Linked DNA regions of Gossypium hirsutum: all the other regions are linked to region 2. A link is a contact called in public Hi-C data. All regions are on one chromosome and are shown on one strand. Each heading gives the region's core, a stretch centred on a gene start, on an enhancer-like site or on the middle of the called end of the contact. The rest is flanking DNA. Distances are from core to core; before and after follow the strand shown. Region 1 holds the start of LOC107910680 (alpha-amylase 3, chloroplastic). Region 2 holds the start of LOC107886263 (protein NRT1/ PTR FAMILY 3.1). Region 3 holds the start of LOC107944866 (ACD11 homolog protein).

The links. A called contact is a pair of places that touch in the nucleus more often than the background predicts.
Region 1: a Hi-C map of leaf shows a contact between it and region 2, with 2.2 times the contacts expected there. The contact joins the promoter of LOC107910680 here to the promoter of LOC107886263 in region 2. A contact is called at or near these places in 2 of 34 Hi-C or Micro-C datasets (both in leaf).
Region 3: a Hi-C map of leaf shows a contact between it and region 2, with 2.1 times the contacts expected there. The contact joins the promoter of LOC107944866 here to the promoter of LOC107886263 in region 2. A contact is called at or near these places in 5 of 34 Hi-C or Micro-C datasets (callus and leaf).

Annotation. Positions count from the first base shown.
Region 1 is chrD02:38,416,261-38,420,473 of Gossypium_hirsutum_v2.1, reverse strand. LOC107910680 (alpha-amylase 3, chloroplastic) reads left to right here and starts at 2,504. Exons shown (of 13, transcript XM_016838630.2): 1 at 2,504-2,900. The coding sequence starts at 2,619.
Region 2 is chrD02:38,645,841-38,649,965 of Gossypium_hirsutum_v2.1, reverse strand. It overlaps LOC107886263 (protein NRT1/ PTR FAMILY 3.1), which reads right to left and starts at 1,326. Exons shown (of 4, transcript XM_016810161.2): 1 at 821-1,326; 2 at 517-734; 3 at 1-219. The coding sequence starts at 962.
Region 3 is chrD02:38,828,869-38,832,852 of Gossypium_hirsutum_v2.1, reverse strand. It overlaps LOC107944866 (ACD11 homolog protein), which reads right to left and starts at 2,111. Exons shown (of 4, transcript XM_041088533.1): 1 at 1,730-2,111; 2 at 1,287-1,459; 3 at 815-960; 4 at 338-653. The coding sequence starts at 1,969. The coding sequence ends at 547. It also overlaps the pseudogene LOC107944865.

The sequences.
Region 1 (4,213 bases), core at 1,255-3,754, 230 kb after region 2:
TTAGGTCCAACTTACACCCCCGACCTACAAGGGTCGCGTGCAAAAAACTGGTTTCCCTCAGGTATGTTTTGATCAACGATGATAGAGGACCAAGTAGATTACAAATATGGCATTGCAAAATTCGTCCTCCGCCTATTTACATAAAAGTTATAAAAAATATTAAGTTCAATTATAACTATGAAAAAAAAATTAAAATTTATTAAAATTAATTCTTACCATTTGTAATTGGTTAACAGAGATATACTTGTTATCAAGATGGATCCCAACCATTGCTAAATATATAATTGAACATGAACAAATTTTTAATAAAAATGCTATTTCTTGAAATTACTAATAAAAATAATAAAAACCAGAATTGAATAAATGTATCTAGGGAGAATTCACTTTGCCTTTGAAGTGACTACTCCCTAGATACGCACATCATGATATATTTTTTTAATTGATTCAATTTAAAGAAGACTTAAAGTTAAGGATTTATCAATCGGTAATGTTGCTCCAATACCCAACCAAAGGGCTATTGCAGTACCAATAAAAAAACGGTTGTCGCTACTGGACAACAAAATGGATTATGGAATTTATTAACATTTTCCAAAAATGGTATAGTTAATAATCCCACGGGTACTAAAACCATTAAAAGAACACTCAATAACTTGTTAGGTAATGTACAAAGTATTTGAGAGGTTTTTGAGATATTTGAGAGATTCAGGAAAGAATTATGAGAATTGTGTTGTGAGAAATGTGTGTGGGGGGGGGGAGTTATACTTTTTTTTTTTACCATTGGGCTCCAACCGCTAGTTCAAATAGTTGTTTGAGTTAACTGTTGGAGCACGGGCAAAAGTGCGCCTACGTGGAAGCGCTTTACTAAAGTGCACTGACATGGGCGCGTTTTACTGGTCATCAAGGAAAAAAGCACTGAGCTAGACACGCTTTTCTGTGTTCTCCTGAAAATGACGCTAGCTCAACGCGTTTTAGGGAAATCGATCATCTCCAATCATTTTTGAATAAAACGGCCTATTTCTGTAATTCTTTTTTTAGAAATGGGCTTTTTCTTGTGATTTAATCATTGATTTCTATAAATAATTTATTTTAACAAAATTTGGTTGATATATAATATCAATGATTGGAGTGACGAAAAATTATTGCACATGAAGAGATGAGAGAGAGAGGGGAGGAGGGAGGAGGTAATTCCAAAATTGGAATAGTCCATTGGTCTGCATTCCAATTGCTCACTCTTTTAAAATTTCTTTATTCTTATAATAATATGGGTAAACTATAAATATGACCATTTAGTTATACTTTTCCTTCTATTTTGGTCACTCAACTAATAATTTTTTAAATCTAGTCATTAAACATTTTGAAGTTAAATATTTTGATTACTTTGAGCTAATGTGGGTTTTTGTTTGGTCTAGTAACAAATTTAACCCTCTAATGTTTATACATTCTATCAATTTGATACTAAATATAAAGAATTCAACAAACTTAGCTCTCAATGTTTACAAAATTTGTCATTTTGATTATAATTTTAAAAAAATTCTATAAATTTGACTATCAACATTTACAAAACCTATTAATTTAGTCTTAACTTTAAAAGGTCAAAAATATTAAAAAAAATTCATTTTTAGCCCTTTATAACCCATCGGCTAACTCAAGATATTAAAATAAGAAAAAGAGTACCCTCTTTCAAGTTACTTGCAAAAAAAAAAAACTTTAGAAAGTTGGGATAAAACATTAAAAAAAATTAAGATGAAAAAACAAAGACATTAAAAACATTATTTGCTCGAGTAGTAATGCAACAAATTATTCTAGATAGGTTCTAAATCAATTGGTTTGGTGTAGTGAGAAGCCTAAATTATAAAAGAAATTGCCGCAAGTGACTTGAAAGAGATACTCTTTTTCTTATTTTAATATATCACATAGTTTAGTTGATGGGTTATAAATAGTTAAATTGATTTTTTAAAAATATTTTTTTAATTTTTAGAGTTAGGAATGAATTGATAGGTTTTGTAAATATTAAGGGCCAAATTTATTGAATTTTTTAGAATTAGAAATAAAATGATCAATTTTGTAAATATTAAGAGCTAAATTTATTATTTCTTTTATATTTAAGATTCAAAATAATAGAATATATAAATATTAGAGGACTAATTTTATTACTAACAAAAAAACACATTAATTTAGAGTGACTAAAATATCAAAAAATTAATAGTTGAATGATTAAAATAAAATGAAAAACATAATTGAGTCAGATTTTTATAGTTTACCTAATAATAAAAAATTATGGTAGAGAATGTTAAAAAGATAACCACAAAAGGGAAAGTGCTTTAACGATCTCTCTCCTTCCAAATCTCCAAGTATGGGATAAATTTACGTTCCAATGAAAAGTGGGTATTTTTAGATTTACGAAATTGGTGGGGATCACCTCAATCACTATTATCAACTTCATCTAAATTAATTATTCTTATTTTATGACGAAACAACTAACATGTTAAGGGTAAAATATTTGTACTGATACAAAGAAAACAATAATCCCAGACTTCATCTATTTTACGAGTTTCTCTAACAATCAAAAAAGGAAATATCAAAATCTACCTATCTTCCATTTCGATTTCCGCCCAACCATGGCCACCCTTGCCGTCGGTTCCCTTCTCCAAAACCCTAGGCTATCGTCTCCTCGCGGACAAAAGTTGTTGTTAAACTTAAAGCCTCTTCGCTCATTGGATTTGGATTGTTCTCCACATAGAAAGCTTCTCTGCTCTCGTGGTGCTTGCTTCTCTAACTCCAACCCTTGCGGGAAGTTTTATATCGTTAAAGCCAGCTCAACTGATACAGCTCCTATTGACACCTTTTCTTCCGCTGACATCTTGTACGAACAAACTTTTCCCGTCAACCGAATTGAAAAGGTTTTTCATCTTCATATTTATTTTTATACGTATATGTATATGTACATGCATACATGTATATTTATATGTTTTTTGAGAGTTGTGCTTGATGTATATTGCGTGTGTGCATGTTGTTGGCATATATACTTTTGATTTAGCATTTTTGGTTCCCATTTGGTTGCCTAAAAACAAAGAAGAAGAAAAACTTATTGAATTGAAGTTGATTTCTATACTCGGATGCTTGGTGATTGAGAAACTTTCTGGAGGAAAAAAAGATGGATGGTTTAATTACGTGATGTAACTTCAAATCCGAGACAGGAAGAAGGTAGAGAAAAGAAGAACAGAGAGAACAAAGAGATTTCTGCAATTTCCTTGTGTGATTTTAATATCGTTTTCCTATTACAAGCCATGCTTAAAAAGAAAAATAAAGAAAAGATAAACGTGGTAAATTCAGTTATAACAATACTCACCGTTTAACTAAAGTCCTACGCATCGCTTTTGCTAAATTATTCTCAGTATTAAACTCACCGTTTTACTAAAATGAAACTCACTGTTTTAAGACCCTTTTACTCTCTATTTTCTTACTTAGCTTTTCACCCCGTAACAAGTACCGCCTCCCAAGAAAAGGATTCTTGTCCTCAAGGATGAAAGTGAGGAAATTTTTCTAAAAGTAGAGGTAAGGATTACCATGTTGCATCTTCAGTAAAAGAGTCGATTTATTCAACCAAAACTTCAGTAACAGCTTGATTCCCTTTTTTAACTATTCTTCTGTCAAAAATTTTAATTGGTTCTTTTTGCAGTGCCCTATGAGCATCAACCAAGGGTAGTTGAGCTTGAGTAGGAGCAGATCCTATATGTTTCTTTACCTGAGAAACGTGAAATGTTGGGTGAATACAAGATCCTAGAGGTAATTGTAGAGTACACGCCACTTCTCTCACTTTCTTAATCACAGGAAAAGGTCCGTAGTACTTAGGAGATAATTTTTTATGAAGAACCTTCCTAACTGTCTGTTGCCTATAAGCTTGCAGTCGCAAGTATACCAAATCACCAACTTGAAAGCTCCTCTCAGACCAATGTTTGTCAGCTAACTACTTTATAAGAGACTGGGTTCTTTTGAGATGGAATTGCAATAGCTTTCTTGCGGCCTCTCGAGCCTGTAGGCTTCTATCAACCACTACCACTGATGAGACCCTTGCTAAGTAAGGCATGTGTTGAGGTGGTGGTTGTCCATACAAAGCTTCATACGGGGTAAGCTGAATGGAGGAGTGAAAAGAAGAGTTATACCACCACTCTGCAAAGGGTAACCAACTAAACCAATTTGCAAATGTCTCTCT
Region 2 (4,125 bases), core at 77-2,576:
CGTTTTCTTAGGCTGCGTAGGATCCTCCTCAACGAATTGCTCTGCCCCAAACGCCGCCACGCATGGCCGGATCCCGCCTGATCCTAAGGCTGCGAATAGAAGAGACAGGTAGAGAACAGCCATTTGACTCCCATTGGCTTCTTGGCAAACTTGGTCACCTGCACATGGCGGTGGCCGTAGCTGTGGCAGTGCTGCTGAGAGTGTTAGGACTATCATTCCCTGTTCACATCATCAGATCAGATGAGATCAGATTGTAGTTTTTTTAACAGACAAGAGACCGTCAATCTAATTAATTTTTCTTTTATGGAAAATCAGTCTAATTAATTTTGTCAATATTAGACACTTGCTTTTTTTACTAAAAAGAGAGATTGAATCATTTCTTGGAATGTTCCGACTATATAAGTAAACTGTAAAATTGATGCTTCTTGTCCTCCAACTACACACACAGGTAGGTAAATCGAAAACCCTCAGTATTCAGAACGGAAAATCTCTATGGAAAAAGGCAACCATTCTTACTGCTAGGTATATGGCCGTTGAGACAGTGATGGTCCAAAATTTCCCAGCATAGGAATCAGCAATGAAAGCCCCAAGCAATGGCGTCAAGCTCGAGGTACCATTGAAGTTGGTCACGGTGTTGGCTGCTTTTGTTAAGGGCATATGAAGCTGCTGTGTCAAGTAGTTAACCATGTTTTTACTGAAGCCCACCATTGCCAATTTCTCGCATATCTCGTTTACTGGAACATACACGATGAAGTAATTAGCCATACCAGAAATAAATAAATAAATAATCTAGGATTCCAACAGTTGTCAAAAAGCTTACGTAAGATGAAGGGCATCGTCTTAATTCCACCCTTTTCGTTATCATTGACAAATGCCTTGCTCTGCTTATCATCGGCATTTCCGGAAGTAGCAAAGCTATCTTTGTTTTCCGGAGTTGCAGTCGCCATGCTGTGGTTTTCCATAAAATTCAGCTAGCAAGCTCAATGTTTTGAAGGCTGCCCTACTTATCCAATGCGAAATTTGATACCATAAATGCGATTGGCCCTTGAGCGTGAACTTTGGTCAGAAGGATGAAGAAAAGAAAACAGAAACTTAACTTGCAAAGGTCAAACAAAGCAACAACAACAGAAACAAGACTCTTTCTTCGAGACTAACCTTGCCTTCCTTGGACTAAAGCTTATATAGTATACATTTTTTGTCGTTGTTCTCTTGTGTTCACTTTGCATTATTGGGATGGGAGAATGACTCACTCACGGAACTGCACACTTGATGTCATGTTCGAGAAATGAGCAAATAACAGTCGATTTAGGGGGTCTATTAATTATCGAAACGTATTTGTAATTTATTTTATTTTATAAATCCATAAAAACAAGGAGAGTGGTAGGGAGGGCAAATTACAAAAAAAAAAACCCTATTTTTTTTAAATTTATCGAAATGGGCTCGGTATTTTATTATTTACCGGAATGTGCCATTTTTTCCGAAATCGCGTCCACGTCAAATGTGAAAAGTGAAATTATATTTTGACCCAATTGAAAAGTGATAAAATTTTAATTTAATTTAGTTTTTAAAAATTAAAAAATATAAATTATTCAAATAATAAAATTACATTTTTTAGCATAAACATTAAAATTTAATTTTGATACCCTAAAAAATTTTTCTACCTTCACCTTAGGTAGTGAGATAATTTTTGAATTTTAATATTACAGTCATTCAATTATAGTCTCACAACAGTTCCACGTTGGTTGCCTTATTGATAATTAGATATCCTTGTTAAGTTCAAATCAATTTATGTAAAAGGTTTTAACTGGTGAAATGCTAGCTCAACGTATGGGGTAATATATAGATAAATAAATTTATAATTGCAGGGAGAGTCCAAAAATCTGAAAACCAAAAATTTTCTCATCTACTTCTGTTCTGTGTCGGAATTGTGAAAATAAAATAAGGGCGGAAAGATGACATTGCTTTAGCAGGTTTTGGTTATGTCGGTGAAAATTGAGGTTTTAATCTTTTGAGAATTTTAGTTGTAAGTTTTATAGTAAGTAAATTATATGAGGTGAGTTAATTATAAATGTAAATATGAAAATATATATAGAAAATTTTCAAACCATAATCAACGTATATATGCATAGACTACAATATATGTGGTAAGCAAAGCAAAAATTCAATAATAAGTAAATAGAGGAATGTTTTAAGCTTAATATAATATTTGATATTTGAACTTGATAATTTTTTTTAATTTGACATTTAAAATTTTTGTTGTCTAATTTAGTATCTAAACTTGATACCTTTTACTTTTTGAGAGTTCAGTTTGGTACTTAAACTTCACTCTTTTTCCTAATTTGGTACTTTTTTTTCCATTTGGTACTTGTAAACGTTTTACAAATTACTCCAATACACTAACAATATTATTTTTTTTATGAAGTAGTAAAAATAATCAATGTATGACTGACATGTTACAGATGATATGATATTTTTTGTATTTTATATATTCAATTTCTTTTAGTTTTATTTACTTAATTAATTATTTTACTAATTGAAATAATGTATTTCTTTTAATTTGGGATTTTAAAATTATTTTTCTTATTTAATATTAATTCATTGAGCATAGCCCAATACCTATTTTTTTAACATGAATTTCTTCTAATATTGACAATATTTTTGTAGCATAAAAAAAATTTAACACCGTTAGTATTTTGCGTAATTCGTATTACATTTAATAAATTTAGGTATTAAATTGAACCTAAAAAAAGCTTAAGTACCAAATTAGAAAAAAAAATGCTAACTTTAAGTACCAAATTGGCCCCCAAAAAAGTTTAGGTACCAAATTAGGAAAAAATTCAAGTTCAAATACCAAATTGTGCAAAAAAAAAAATTAAGTACTAAATTAAGAAAAAATGTTAAGTTTAAGTACCAAATGTTATATTAAGCCAATGTTTTAATTATTTACTTATAATGATAAGCAAAACAAAGTAAAAATTCAATAGTTATCAATTTACCATTTAAATTACTTTATAAAATTCATATTTATTATCATATTTCTTAAAAATTTCTTGATTCATTTTATTGTAGTCAAATATATAAATGTTTCATAATAATGTTATACACGGCAATAATGGCAAGCGAAGCAAAAATTTTGATGTTTATGTTCACTTTATTATTGTTAAAAACAATTATGGAGAAATTGGAATAATGATTATTAACGAAAAATTGGACTCAAACTAACTAATGGTAATTAAGGAAAATTGGACTAATGATAATTAAGGAAAGAAAAGAAAAGAAAAATCAGTATTCAACCATACATGAGTGCCTATAAGTACCATTCTTGCACGATAAATGAACACATTAAACGGATGATTAAGTTAAATGTAGTATAAAGTGTTAAAAATAAAAAATTGGAAATTTGGCATCGGGGAGTGCCCACTTCCTCCTCACCAAATTTGTGGGGAGGTAATTTTCATATTTAGGTGTTGGCAATTTATTAAATCTTATATTTGGGATATGTTGACTATTTGATGAATATTTACCCCGTTAATGAATATTAAACTGCTAGGGAATTCAAATATCTGTAATTTATTTAGATCGAAATTCCTTAATGCAATCTCTTGGATTAAGAACTTTAGATTGGATCTTGATTGTGATGTTGAGCCGCCAATAGTCCATATTTATTGTGTATCGTATTATTTCATTGAATGTAATGCCATGAATTCATTTACCTTATTCAATCCATATTGCTCAATGCAAAAGAAAAGGGTAATGACTTAGACACGAAGAAGGGGTACTTACTCCATTTACACAGACAAACCAACTCAAAGTAATAACAATGAACATCCATCACTCATGTGCAAACATATCATCTTTATAGAATGTGGATACTTACCATGAACAAAAATATAAACAAAGGCATTACACACGCACATGGAAGTAAGAAGGAACTCTCTAGAAAATGCAGCAAGTTTAAACAACATGGCTTTTGCCCTTATCTCAAGAGCCATCAAGAGTGTCTTGAACCATAATATAGATAGTTAAACTTATCAGATCACTATACCAAAAAACTAAACAAGCTTGTAGAAAACATTAGCAAAAAACTCAAAATCGGGAAGTTTTCTTCCTTACACTCTAAACTGA
Region 3 (3,984 bases), core at 862-3,361, 180 kb before region 2:
TCTGCTTACACCTGAGTGCGGACCTTTACCTTTTCCACCCTTTCTAGAAAAAAAAACCTAAACTTTACGCTTTTTTCTTATAATAATATCCATAAGAAAACCTGCAGAGACAAATCTAAAAAGGCAAATAACAGTTTTTTTTTTTTTTGCAATCAACATTGCTATTGTTGCTGTTAAGTGCTTCGTGCGATCCTATCGTAATTCTTTGAACATAGCTAATTAATTAATAATATTTGGAATAGGGAGTTGTTTATCTGGAAAAAATATCTGAGTTTTCTTTTGATTTCTTATATGAGTACACACAATTAAAAATGTAAAGCAAAATGAACTTTGAAACTAATTAATAATATAGTATATGTCATAGACTGTTGTTCTGTTGCTGCACAAAATCTAAGATGCAAAATAGCAACTAGCTAGAACAAAATAACATATTGTAGAAAAAATTTATGTATATATATTAATTATAATAAAGTAGTATATGTTACTGGTTGAATAAAATATCCATGGATATCCTTCTCTGACACTCTGCCCAGTTGATAATATTAGTCACCAGTCCAAGGCGATCTTCCTAGAACTATAAAGCTTATCAATGTATGCTATTACTGGGCGCGATGCTTCGATATACCTTCTCATTTTCTTCTCTGCTGTATGATCTGCACACACACACACACACACACACACACACACATATATAGATTAAAAAGTATAAGGAAAAGAAGAGAATACATGACGATGATCAAAGTTATTTTGCGAAAGATATTAAGCATCCATTCCATATGCTATGTTGCTCTCTCCTCAACATATAGGAACTCACCTGTTTCATTGAGCTTCTGTAAAAGTTCTTCCCTTGTTGGAAGAGTATACATTCCAGCAGAAACCGCAGTCCTGACGGCCCATGTGTGGTATGGTGCACACACTTGAGAATAAGCTGTTGAAGCTGCATCCTTCAAATAGTAATCACTACAATTTGAAACCAAATAAATAATAATAAGGAAGTTGAAGCATGAAATGGTGACATGAAAAAGGAGAGTTACATTCCATATGTGCATTGTAGTGTGTATTTTATCAAGGAAACAGAGAGGAAAACAAAATTTTCAGCTAATCCCATGTTGATTATGGTCTAAAGCCTCTGCCTTTAGTCTCCTAATCTCGGTTTCAGGTGTCATTTTTAGAATTTTGCCATAGTAAAAAAGGGTCACAGGCATATCAAACGTTACACAACTTGTAAATACTACAAATTTCTCTTGAAATCAAGAGAAAAAAAACGATGGAAGGGCGAGACATACTCGGTTGACATAAATTCTTCAAATAAAGCCCGGATGAGGTCAAGACCCTGTCTAACTCGCCGCAGATTACGTGAATGGCTTCCTGGTTTTTTCACCGTGTCATTAGCAACATCACGATCAAGTACATTTTCTAAAGTGGTATACGTCTTGGATGCTTCCACAAGATCATGTACCTTATCAAAGCATTAATCATTTCATTACATCACGGCATTGAGAATTTGTATAAAAACAAATGCAAACCACAAGAAAATAGACCTTGATGAAATGCTGTATTGTATATGGATGTTAACAACATCAGAAAATCTGTCTATACGCTATCTACAATATTTAAGTTTACATTGATTGATTGGCATCAATTATACATATAATAAGGTTTCTCAATGCAAATCCTGACAGCCTAAAGAAACATGATTCCAGTTTCTAGCAATGTAAAGGCAATGAACCTTGGCGACGTACTCCATCTCGGCGAATTTGAAGGCGAGGCCGAGGCAGCTAAAAAGAACAGAAACCAGAGAACATGCTTCACAGAAATTATCCAACCGAAGTTTTTGATCCTTAGTCTGAGATCCCAAGAATCCCGACAGCTCCTCAAACGCCTTCGCTATATCCGACAGAGGCGTTTTAGTTGTCATGGACATCTTGGTTTGAGAATGATTAAAACCATTATCTGCACCTTCATCCATGGCTTATATCATAACTATCTTTAATTTTTGTTCTTTAGGATTCCCAATTCGCTTTGAAACCGTCCAACATTTTGAATTTTCATCAAGAAAAGGTAAATTGGACTAGTGTTTTACGTGTCTCGGATTCATTTATTTTCTTTCTCTTGTCTAAACATGACAAGTGTTGTGGGGGATATTTAGAGGTCACACTACAAACACGGTCCGCCACTTGGTTTTCGACTTTTGTGGGAAAAGGAAAATTCCAACACATTTGTGGTCCTTTTGCTTCCTTGTCGTTACTCGTTGCTTTCTTAATCGTCTGTTTGATGGGGATGGATGGGTCACAATAAAATTCGGTCCAAATGCAGCTGGTAACTCCCTTGAGCAATTATCGTCATTGGATATGTTGAAAACTTAACAGATCACGTCCCTTGTACCATCGATTTTCATAATTAATACAAACTAAATTTGAATTTTAAAGAGCAAGGAAATATAAGACTTGAACCTGGAATGAGTATATTCTTGTTTGTCTTGCTTTTGCTTGGTTGCTTGTCTATCGATATATTAAAGGATCTGATTGACTAACAAGTGTTGAGCTCCCAAGATAAAAGAAGAAGAAGAAGTGATTGGACTTGGTAAACCATAATTAAAAACAGAAAAAGAGATAGTTTACTAAAATTTCAACCTTTATTTTTATTTTTATTTTGATACGGTCATTGCTACGACTAGAACCTGGGAATGCATGGTGGAACTAAGAATGCAAGATGAATGAAACAAGCAGTTTCTTGAGCTTGAAGGCTCGATACTTGCTGTACAAACAAAAACGGAATCGGGCTTGAAGAACAAGAGAAAGCAAAGAACTAAGAGAGAATTTGATGAAGAATTCTGATAATTTCATTGACTGATGAATGAAGGTACAAAGCCATTACATATATCAATCCATAAGCTGGTCAAAAATTAGCAAATGTCACCTAAACATTTACCTAACACCACTAAACTACATTGAAACTTGTTAAACATAACTCGTACATTTTGCAAAGCTGATTTATCAGCTCAAACTTCACCTAATTACATCAAACATTTTACCAACTTAGTTCAAGACAAACTAAATTACAAAATACTGATTGAAGTAACAAAACAAAACAGTAGCAGAAGCTTCAACTGCAACTTCATGGCACCGGCTGCTTGCTCTGCTTCTTCATGCTGCATGTGCTGCATGGAAGCCAACTTCAACAATGCAAAATAATCAAACCTTGCATGCAGCTTCTTTAGATTCAGCGTCTTTGGTAGGGGTTTGAATGGGCTTATAAGTATAGAGTTTGGCACAACAGATATAATAAAGAAGATTAACCACTTGCAAGCCGGTGATCAACCAGTAAAATAACTCCAATTTCCCCTTGTTTAAATTGTTATCTGGGAGCCAATTTGATCCGTCAGGTTTAGCACTATATTTGTGCACTAAAGAGACCAGCAACGTACTCACATAATTCCCAACTGAAATTGCAGTCCAGAACAAAGCAGTAGCACTGATCCTCATGCTTTCTGGTGACTGATCATAAAAGAACTCCAAGTTTCCAATTGACATGAAAGCCTCAGCTATTCCATGTAGACCGTACGGAGGCACGAGCCAAAGACTGACATGGGGATGATAGAATGAGGCTTGTCCTCAAGCCCATGTGCCACAGCTGCTTGTTTACGCTTCACTTCTATGAACCCTGCTACGAGAGTGGCTAATACTGAGATCAAAAGCCCGATTCCCATCCGGCGCAAGAAGGTGATGCCGCGGTCCACCCCTGTGAACCTTCGGGCAATGCGGATTAAAAAGCGGTCGTACAAGGCTATGGTGGAGAGCATGGCGAGCATGGTGAAGACAGACATGGAACCAGCAGGGATTTGGAAGGAGTTGGTGAGGTGCCTGTCCATGGTTTTGGCTTGTTGGAGGGAGAATGTGCCTTGCTGAGCATAGGCTGTGATGAGGAGGATTCCTGATGCCCATATTGGTCCCATTCGGATCAAAGATTTCAATTCCTCCACTC